Regions from separate parts of the Sus scrofa genome. Here region 1 is linked to region 2. The links are chromatin contacts, called in public Hi-C maps. All regions are on one chromosome and are shown on one strand. The core of a region is the stretch at or near the end of the contact, and the rest is flanking DNA. Distances in the headings are between cores, read along the strand shown.

Region 1 (4,216 bases), core at 1,051-3,550, 87 kb after region 2:
TGTCTCCACTATCCTGGCTCTGCGAGAATGGAAGGAAAAGAATATTCGTTCAGCGCCCACCGTATTCCAGACATTGGGCAAGGAGCTCTCATACATCCAGTGACGCTAACCCTCATGCCAATCCTTCAAGGCAGGACCACAGGCAGCCTTGCTCCTGCTGGAAAATCTGAACAGCAGCGAGATTAAGTAGCCTGACCTAGGTCACACAGCCAGGAAGTGGCAAGTTTACAAGTGGGGGCTTGAACTCAGGGTTTTATGAGTCCAAAGTCTGCCATGCCGTTGTTACAGCAGTTGCAGGATTTGGTTAGATAGCTGGTGACAACGTTCAGGCAGGTAAAGACCAAAAAAGCAAGGTAACAGGTCATCTCTGCAGGGCTGATTCCAGCCTCCTGCAGACACGCACTCCAGGACTCACCCCACACTGACAATGACACAGGTCATTGTGTGAAATGAGAAGTCACGTTATCCCTGATGGACTGCGGAGAGTCACTGACCTTAGGCATCAGGATTTATGGCCATGGCCCTAATACTGACTGCTGACTCTGTCATATGGCCAGGGACTAGCCCCATGGGCAGAAAGGGCTTGTGGACCAGTGGAGCCCTTCTCTATCTCTAATCATCTGTATTTTTTTTCTGGAAATTCCACCATCGTAAAAAATCATTCTCTAGGACTTGCTTTCTTCTCTCCAAAATATCCTGCTGAAAGAGATAGAGCCTTAAAAAGGTAACAACCCTTTCTTACCTAGCATCCTGGCAGGATAGAGCTGGGCAAAGCCCACAGGCCAGGTACTTGAGTGGACAACCAAGAAGCCGAGTTCTAGAAGAGACACTTCCCCCTTACCGCAGCATCCCACACCTTGCCTTCCGTCCCATCTTTGTGTTTCCATTTTCCTCCTGGTAAAATATCAGGAATAATGAGACCGTCGGGACAGAAATGGAAACAGGAATGGACTTAAACGACAGGTTTTGCTGAACCACAGGCCAAGCTAACTTTGAGCATTTATTTTTATTTTTATTCTACGTTTTGGTCTTTCTAGGGCTGCATCCATGGCACATGGAGGTTCCCAAGTTAGGGGCTGAATCAGAGCTACAGCTGCTGGCCCACACCCCAGACACACACCCCACAGCCACGCCAGATCCAAGCCTTGTCTTGCGACCTACACCACAGCTCACAGCAACGCCGGGTCCTTAACCCACTGAGAGAGGCCAGGGATGGAACCTGCATCCCTCATGGATGCTAGTCAGATCCGTGTCTGCTGAGCCACAACGGGAACTCCAGCATTTACATTTTTAGTAAACAATTTTAGAAGAGTTTTAGATTTATGGAAAAGTTGTGAAGCTATCTTCACAGACAGACAGTGTATTATGAACTATCTTAACACCGCCAGTTCCATGTCCCTCACACTCAGTTTCCCCACTGTTTACATCTGACATCTGCATGGAACATCTGTCACAACGAAGGAACCAAAAATAATGTAGTACCAGTGATTAGAGACCCTACTTTATTCAAATTTCCCTAGTTTTCACCTACTATCCTTGTATGTTCCCATCGAGTTGCATGTCTCTTCTCGCTGTCTAGACGGTGACAGTTTCCCAGGCTTTCCCATTTGGGATTGACCTTCACAATTTAAGGAGTAAAGGTCATGTGACACATAGAAAGTTTCAGTTTGGGTTTGTCTGATGTTTTTGTCACGGTTGGATGGGGGTAACAGGTTGGGGAGAGGACCACCTCAGAGGAAAAGTGGCCTTCTCATCAGACCTTGTCACAGGGACATGACATAGCACTGTTGGCTTAACATCTGTTTGTAAAGAAAACAGATCATGTGGCAAGCCAGTGTGAACCAGAGGCGGACCTGTCCACTTTCTCAAAAGACAGAACTGGCCCAGAATCAGGTTGTCGATGACTCTGGAAACAAACGAATGTTCTGTTTCATTCAGTCCAAGTCGCTGGTTGTAACATTTATGCAAGCTCCTTTTGCAGAAAACATTTGAAGGCTCCCGAGGGGGGGGGGGGAGACTGTCTTAAATATAGAATGCAGTCAAGATGCCATGTATGAAGAATTTCACCAAACTGCGGCAACAGAGCGCTGTGGTTACAGAATACCAGCTGCGAAACGCTGCCGGGTGAACCCGCAGGCCCTGAGTCCCCGAAAGAGATATTAGCAATGAACCCTATTTTCACATTTCCTGGCTCCCCTGAACTCATTTCCAAACTGCCTGGCTGCTCCTAGGAGTCTGTACCGTTACCTTGTAGGGAAAGTTCTGGCAGAGCCACATGTCATGTGTGTTGCATAAGAACTTCATTGCAATGGTTTAACTCTGATTAAATTTAGCTGTCAGCCTTTAAAGTTCCCTGAGAAGCTTTCAAACTCAGAAAGGGAAGAGGCACCCCAGCAGGTTCTCTGCAATCCCTCCCCTCCCACCTCCCTGTAAGCTCTTTTCCAACGAGCAGGGCGAGGCCAGCATCGCGCAGCCAGCCAGCGTTTGCCAGGCTGGGAGGTGCCTGGTGGGAAAGGATTCTCCCCTCTCTGCGCCTGGCCCTGTCAGGGAAAGCTTCGGGAGCTCCCCACAGGGCCTGCCACTCCTGCATCTTTCTAGTTTCGAAGGCTCCCTTCAGCTCCTGGCTTCTCAGGTCAATATAGGCTGTAGCTTTTTATTTTTATTTTCATTTTTAAATTAAAAATGGGAGACTTATAATGGATAAGAAATGAGATCCTACTATAGCATATCCAGTCTCTTGGGATAGACCATGGTGGAATATGAGAAAAGGAGTGTGTGTGTGTGTGTGTGTGTGTGTGTGTGTGTGTGTGTGAGTGACCAGGTCACTCTGCTGTACTGCAGAAACTGACACAATATAAATCAAGTTCCCATCATGGCTCAGTGGGTTAAGAACCCCACTAGTATCCATGAGGATTTGGGTTCGATCCCTGGCCTGGCTCCGTGGGTTAAGCATCTGGCGCTGCTGTGAGCTGTGGCAGAGTCACAGATGCAGCTCAGATCCAGCGTTGCTGTGGCAGGTGGCACAGACCGGCAGCTGCAGCTCAGATTTGACCCCTGGCCTGGAAACCTCCATATGCTGCAAGTGTGGCCCCCAAAAGAAAAACAAACAAAACCCCCCTACGCTTTAATAAAAACTTGTTAAATAAAAAAAAAATGAAAATTGCTATGTAAGAATTTTAAATTGTTTAATCAAAATTTTTAAATAAAAAAATTAGGTTGAACAGCATTTGCACATTTGTTATTGAATGAAAGAGTCTTTGAATCCTGTAGGGCTTCACCATGTCCAAAAGTGTCATACACACGATGCAATCCCATCGTTTTTACTATTACTTTCTTGGCTCTTTGAGTGTTTCCTTTCTTGCCAGACTGTCCTGTATTTTTCCTCTTCCTGTTTTGGCCTTCCCAGCCCCAACCCTCCTGCTTTCACTGAACACCCAGGGCTGTTTCCCCCATGAGTGTCTTTTCCTGTGCTCACCACGGCCTTCCCGCCCTTGGGGTGCGTGCAGGAGCAGGGAGCGGCAAGGGGATGCTGTTGCAGCACCGTCTTCCCTGGGGGAGGGCTGGAGGGGGCCTGTCCAGGAGGGGAGGGGCACGCGGTTCCAAAGGCCTCCTCCCTGTTCGTTGTTCTCTTAACCATCTCAGGGTCTCCGCACTGATAACTGCACTTTGGGTTTTCATCTCGTGCTTTCTGGGTGCTCCCTATGTAGAAAACGAAGCAGAACTACAGCACGACCTAAAAGTGGTCCTAGGAATCCGTGAAGTGGGTTGTGGCCCTTACAGACAGCACTGCCTTCCACGTATCAGGGTCCTAAAAGGATAAATAACAGGGAGTTTTATAATCAGACCCGTACGCTCCAGGCTTGGTTATCAGGACAGAGCTTTCCAGGTTACACAATCCTCAACTGCTTTGATCTTTGCTGTCCTGATCAGAATACCCAGCTGGACAAATAACATTAGTCCAAGCACAGCTTCCTGGACAAATGGTCAAAAGGGATAATGTCCTACATTTTCTAGAAGCACAGGTGCTTCAGATCAATGGGGCTGATCTTGTGGAAACAACTAAGGCTAAGCCTTTTTAGAAGACAAAAAAGCTTTTGTGTTTATAGGTTCAGATTGGGGAGGCAAAATGAATTTTCTGGGAGCGAAAACCGTTCCCTTTAGAGCCAATGGATTGTTAACATTCAGTGTGGTTTATTGAGCTCTTAAAAAAAGAAGA
Region 2 (4,132 bases), core at 104-2,603:
AGGTTTTTCTTATATATATTGTAGCTATTTGTCCTTTTTCAGTTTTAGACGTAGAATCTCTTCCTGTTCCATTATCTGATTGTTAACTTTGTGGTTTCCATTGTTAAACAGAAATCCTTAATTTTAATGTAATCAGATGGATCAATTTTTTTTTTTTTTTTGCCTTATGGTTTTCCTTTTCGAAGCTTTTGTTTAAGACGTCTTTCTCTACCCTAAGCCAGAAAGATATTTTCCTACATTTACTCCCATAAATTTTACAGTTTTAAATAACTTCTAGGTATCTAATTTATCTGCTGTCCATCTTTGTATGTAATATTAGGCAGGGATCATTTATTGAACTAGTTTTCTCAGGTAAAAATCATCTTTCCTCTTCTGACTTGTGACATCGCTTTTCTTTTGTATTTCTTTTCTGTATATACAGGGCTCTGCTTCTGAGCTCTTGATGGTACAACCTTCTATTTATGTGAAACTTCTTTATTGACTTTACATGAGTTTTTTTTTTTTTTTCATAGATGTCTTATGCATCTTTGTTTTTTCGGATGTATTTAAAAATTTTATGATATTGTAAATGTTTTTTTTTTAATTTACATTTTCTAATTGCGTACTGAAATGCAGACATACACTTGGTTTTCCTGTATTGATTTTGGATCTAGTAAACTGCCTTATTTGTTTTAATGATTTAGCAGTAACTTCTGTGGAGATGTCTTTATATATGAATGACAATTTCTATTTCTTCTCTTCAAATTCTTACCTCTTAATGCTTTTATTTCCTTTTCTTATCTTAATGAACTGGCTAGGACTTTTTTCTGCATCTTTTGAGGTGGGTCATTTTATTTTATTTTTAAAATCCCTTTGTAGATGAATCTCACTTATTTTCGAATGTAAAAGCAGCTTTTTATTCCTGGGATAAGTTCGTCTGGGTTAGGATGATCTTTTCTTATATATTAGACTTGATAGACTAATATTTTAGTGAAAGTTTTTGTATCCATATTAGTGAATATACCATTATATTTTAGTTTTAGAATATATTAGGAAATACCCCCTAGATTGTTACAGATGGCTTCTGGTTTCTTATGGCATAAAAATCTAATATTAGTTTTTTTTAACGTGTGTACACAGATTAATCCAAAGCTTGATGTAATCGATTTGCAGACCTCCGCTCCCCCTGTTGTGGACATCCTTTCTTTTGATTCTACTACAGTAAGTTTTATTTGGCATTTGAGTGGTGTTTTAATTGTTTGGCACAGTCTATTTTCCTTAAAAAGTATGTGGGAGAGAAGAAAACAAATGGGCTAAATAGCCTAACAGCATAGAAATAGCCTTGTTCAAAAAGTTGTATTTACAGTGTATCTAAATAGCCACAAGGGGGAGCTTCGCCAGTTTCCAAAAGCTTTAATGGGACAACCTTGAGCACAGTGGAATCCATACTCATTGTCGCATTTCCTAAGGTGCTTCCCGCCCCCCGACCGCCCCGTGTGACATTTCACTTGCTGTCTCATAGCAGATTTCCTTCTTTGGTAATTGCCTTCAAAAGGTGCTAAACTTATGTCTAGTCTCCTTAGAACCTGAAAGAAAAGCAGTCATTTCTCTTTGTTCATCTATCTTGATGGATAATACAGGAATTAAGAGGTATTTTTAACACTTGCAATGCTGTTCTAAAAAACTATATACATATAATTTATTTACTCAGTGTATCCAACGTCTTCAGAAATTGAGAGTTTAGCTTTTCATTTTGCCTGTGCTCAGTCCTTGCAAAGCAGATCGTCTCTGCCATCGAGTCTGCTGGTCAGGGCAAAACCAGACATTAAATCGAACGGGAGGAGTGGTGTGGTCTTCGGCAACGCCACTGGGATGGTGTCAGCATTGTCCAGTGTGTCGGGTAAATTATTAATACATGGCCAAACAAGAGAACAAACAAGCAACAAACACTTGGCATTACAACAGTGCAGCCTCTGCAGTGGATCCCAAGAATTGTATTCAGTGTAGAGGAGTTCTGAAGAGGACTAGCCTACCTTGAGTCTGTCGTGTACCAGAAAGAAGTCTGCTTATTAAAGGGTCTTTTCAGTGTTAATTCCACGGCAGAGAAGACTCCTAGATCACTTGTGAGAGGTTCCAAAGACAGGAAATCAGCTAGGGGGTCGAGTGGGGGCTGATTGTCTAAGAGAAGCCCAAGAATCATTGGGGACACCTAGGACCTTACGTGAATCTGTGGTCTCATCTCTACATTCTTTGTGCTTAAAAATAACTTTATAAATGTTTCCCTGCATTAATAACTTAATGACATAAAAAACTAACTAGACATTGAATTCTTGCCACAGTGCATGGCTTATAGTAGGTGCTCCATACCTTTATGTTTGAGGAACTGCTCAAAAGGCATGCTGTTGAAATGTGCAAATTCTGGTGAGTTGCGTTTTTGTTCCAGTAGTGAGAGGAGCAAAAGATAGGTTGTTTTGAGATGTGCTGCTTCCTTGTGAGGTGGTTGGTAGGCTACACTTGGGTGTTTCTGGCCTAGAAGATATCAGAGATCATCAAAAGCCTTTGTTCTGTGCTCTGAGACTCTCTCTCCCCGCCAGAACCCTTCAAACTTTGCAAAGCCTCATTGACCTGAGCGATCCAGGTGTTCTCCATAGTGTGCAATGGAGGAGGTTATAACTGCCACCCAGCAAGTGACAGCAGGGTGTCTGTCCCTGGGTGGTCATGCAGCAGTGTCATAGTCAAGTGTCTGCGCTGTACGACCCTAACTCAGGCATACAATGTATGTGGGATTTCAAGGAGACAATTCTTATAATAAACACATGATACGTTTGCAGTTGTGTTACAAAACAGAATAATAGGACCAAAGAAGACAGTTAGTATCCATATAAGGGATAACGTTAGGCTGAATTATTTGAAATTGCCAGCTTGTAGGCAAAAACAATCCAGCACCAGTGATTTCCCACAGCTCAACCCAATATATAAGCATTACAGAAAGATTCCCCACGGTTCCTTTGAGTTGTGTGCTTGATGCCACATAAAAATAAAAACAAACAAGAAAATGCAGAAAACAAAAACTCGTTTGCTATAAATTGGTTTGGCTAGTGGAGTCCCAGGAAAGTAGTTTTTGTTTGTTTGTTTTAGCTGCTTGCCTCCAGGCAAGCCATAGAGAATCCTGATTTTATTTATTTTACCAATACCATTTTCTGAAGATATAAATGCTCATAAAGCATTTAGGGTTTTTTGTTTGTTTGTTTGTTTCTTTCTTTCTTTTTTTTTTTTTTTTTTTTTTTTGGTCTTTTTAGGGCCTCATTCACGGCACATGGAGGTTCCTAGGCTACGGGTCGAATCAGAGCTGCAGCTCCTGGCCTACCCACAGCCACAGCAACGAGGGATCCGAGCCACATCCACAACCTACACCACAGCTCAGGACAACACTGGATCCTTAACCTAATGAGTGAGGCCAGGGATCGAACCTGCGTCCTCATGGATCCTCGTCAGATTCATTTCCATTGAGCTGCAATGGGAACTGTGCATTTAGATTTTTATGTATAATATCTAGAGAGCTTTCCTTTGAATTTTCAATGTATGTATCCTTGCTTTAGCTCAGAGACAAGTGGTTAGAAAACTAAAGTGAAATCATGTACAGATTTGCCTTTCTTTTAATCTAGTGGTAAGTAATTCTTAATCTGTAATCTCCTCTTACTATTGGCTGCTTTTCTTTTGCTTCTGCACAACAAATCAAGGATCATTGTAAAGGCGATTTTGGCATGAAGCACTATTGTGGTCTGAACTTTGCATATGGTTATAAATTCAAAACCTGGAGACGTATTGGAAGCTCAAAAAAGCAGTAATTAAAGGTGGTTTTGGTTCTCGTTATTGTGGCTACTTTTCACTTTGGGAGTTTGTTTGATTTTTGTTGACTGGAAGAAAGTTTCCTTAGAAATTCATTTTCTTCAAGATGAGATAGAAAAAGATCACTCTTTAGACCTTAATTTGTGAAATTTCCTGCGGGATAAAAGCAGGTTCGTTATGATAGAAGAAATCGTTGGCTTCTGTTGCTGTTGGACTTGCTTTAATATTACATCCAGATGATGTGGAGATGAGTGTGGACTGGTGTCTATGCTCTGATGCCTCCTTACTACAGAGAATTCATTCC

What was found. A called contact is a pair of places that touch in the nucleus more often than the background predicts.
Region 1: a Hi-C map of liver shows a contact between it and region 2, with 5 times the contacts expected there. The contact joins two enhancer-like sites. A contact is called at or near these places in 1 of 5 promoter capture datasets (liver), 7 of 47 Hi-C or Micro-C datasets (embryonic fibroblasts, fetal liver and liver) and 2 of 2 datasets of contacts at active chromatin or transcription factors (alveolar macrophages and skeletal muscle).

What each region holds. Positions count from the first base shown.
Region 1 is chr5:93,271,936-93,276,151 of Sscrofa11.1, forward strand. The region is part of intron 1 of LOC110260801 (a long non-coding RNA gene); the gene reads right to left. Among named protein-coding and RNA genes, the nearest start is that of DUSP6, 29 kb to the right of the region's middle. Within about 2 kb of position 2,301, at least 19 of the 83 cell types and tissues checked have an H3K27ac peak or open chromatin away from gene starts, as enhancers often do. A contact at or near this core is called in alveolar macrophages and liver, where this site is marked.
Region 2 is chr5:93,186,163-93,190,294 of Sscrofa11.1, forward strand. POC1B (POC1 centriolar protein homolog B) reads left to right here. Exons shown (of 12, transcript XM_021092774.1): 10 at 1,120-1,200. Among named protein-coding and RNA genes, the nearest start is that of GALNT4, 55 kb to the left of the region's middle. Within about 2 kb of position 1,354, at least 6 of the 83 cell types and tissues checked have an H3K27ac peak or open chromatin away from gene starts, as enhancers often do. A contact at or near this core is called in alveolar macrophages and liver, where this site is marked.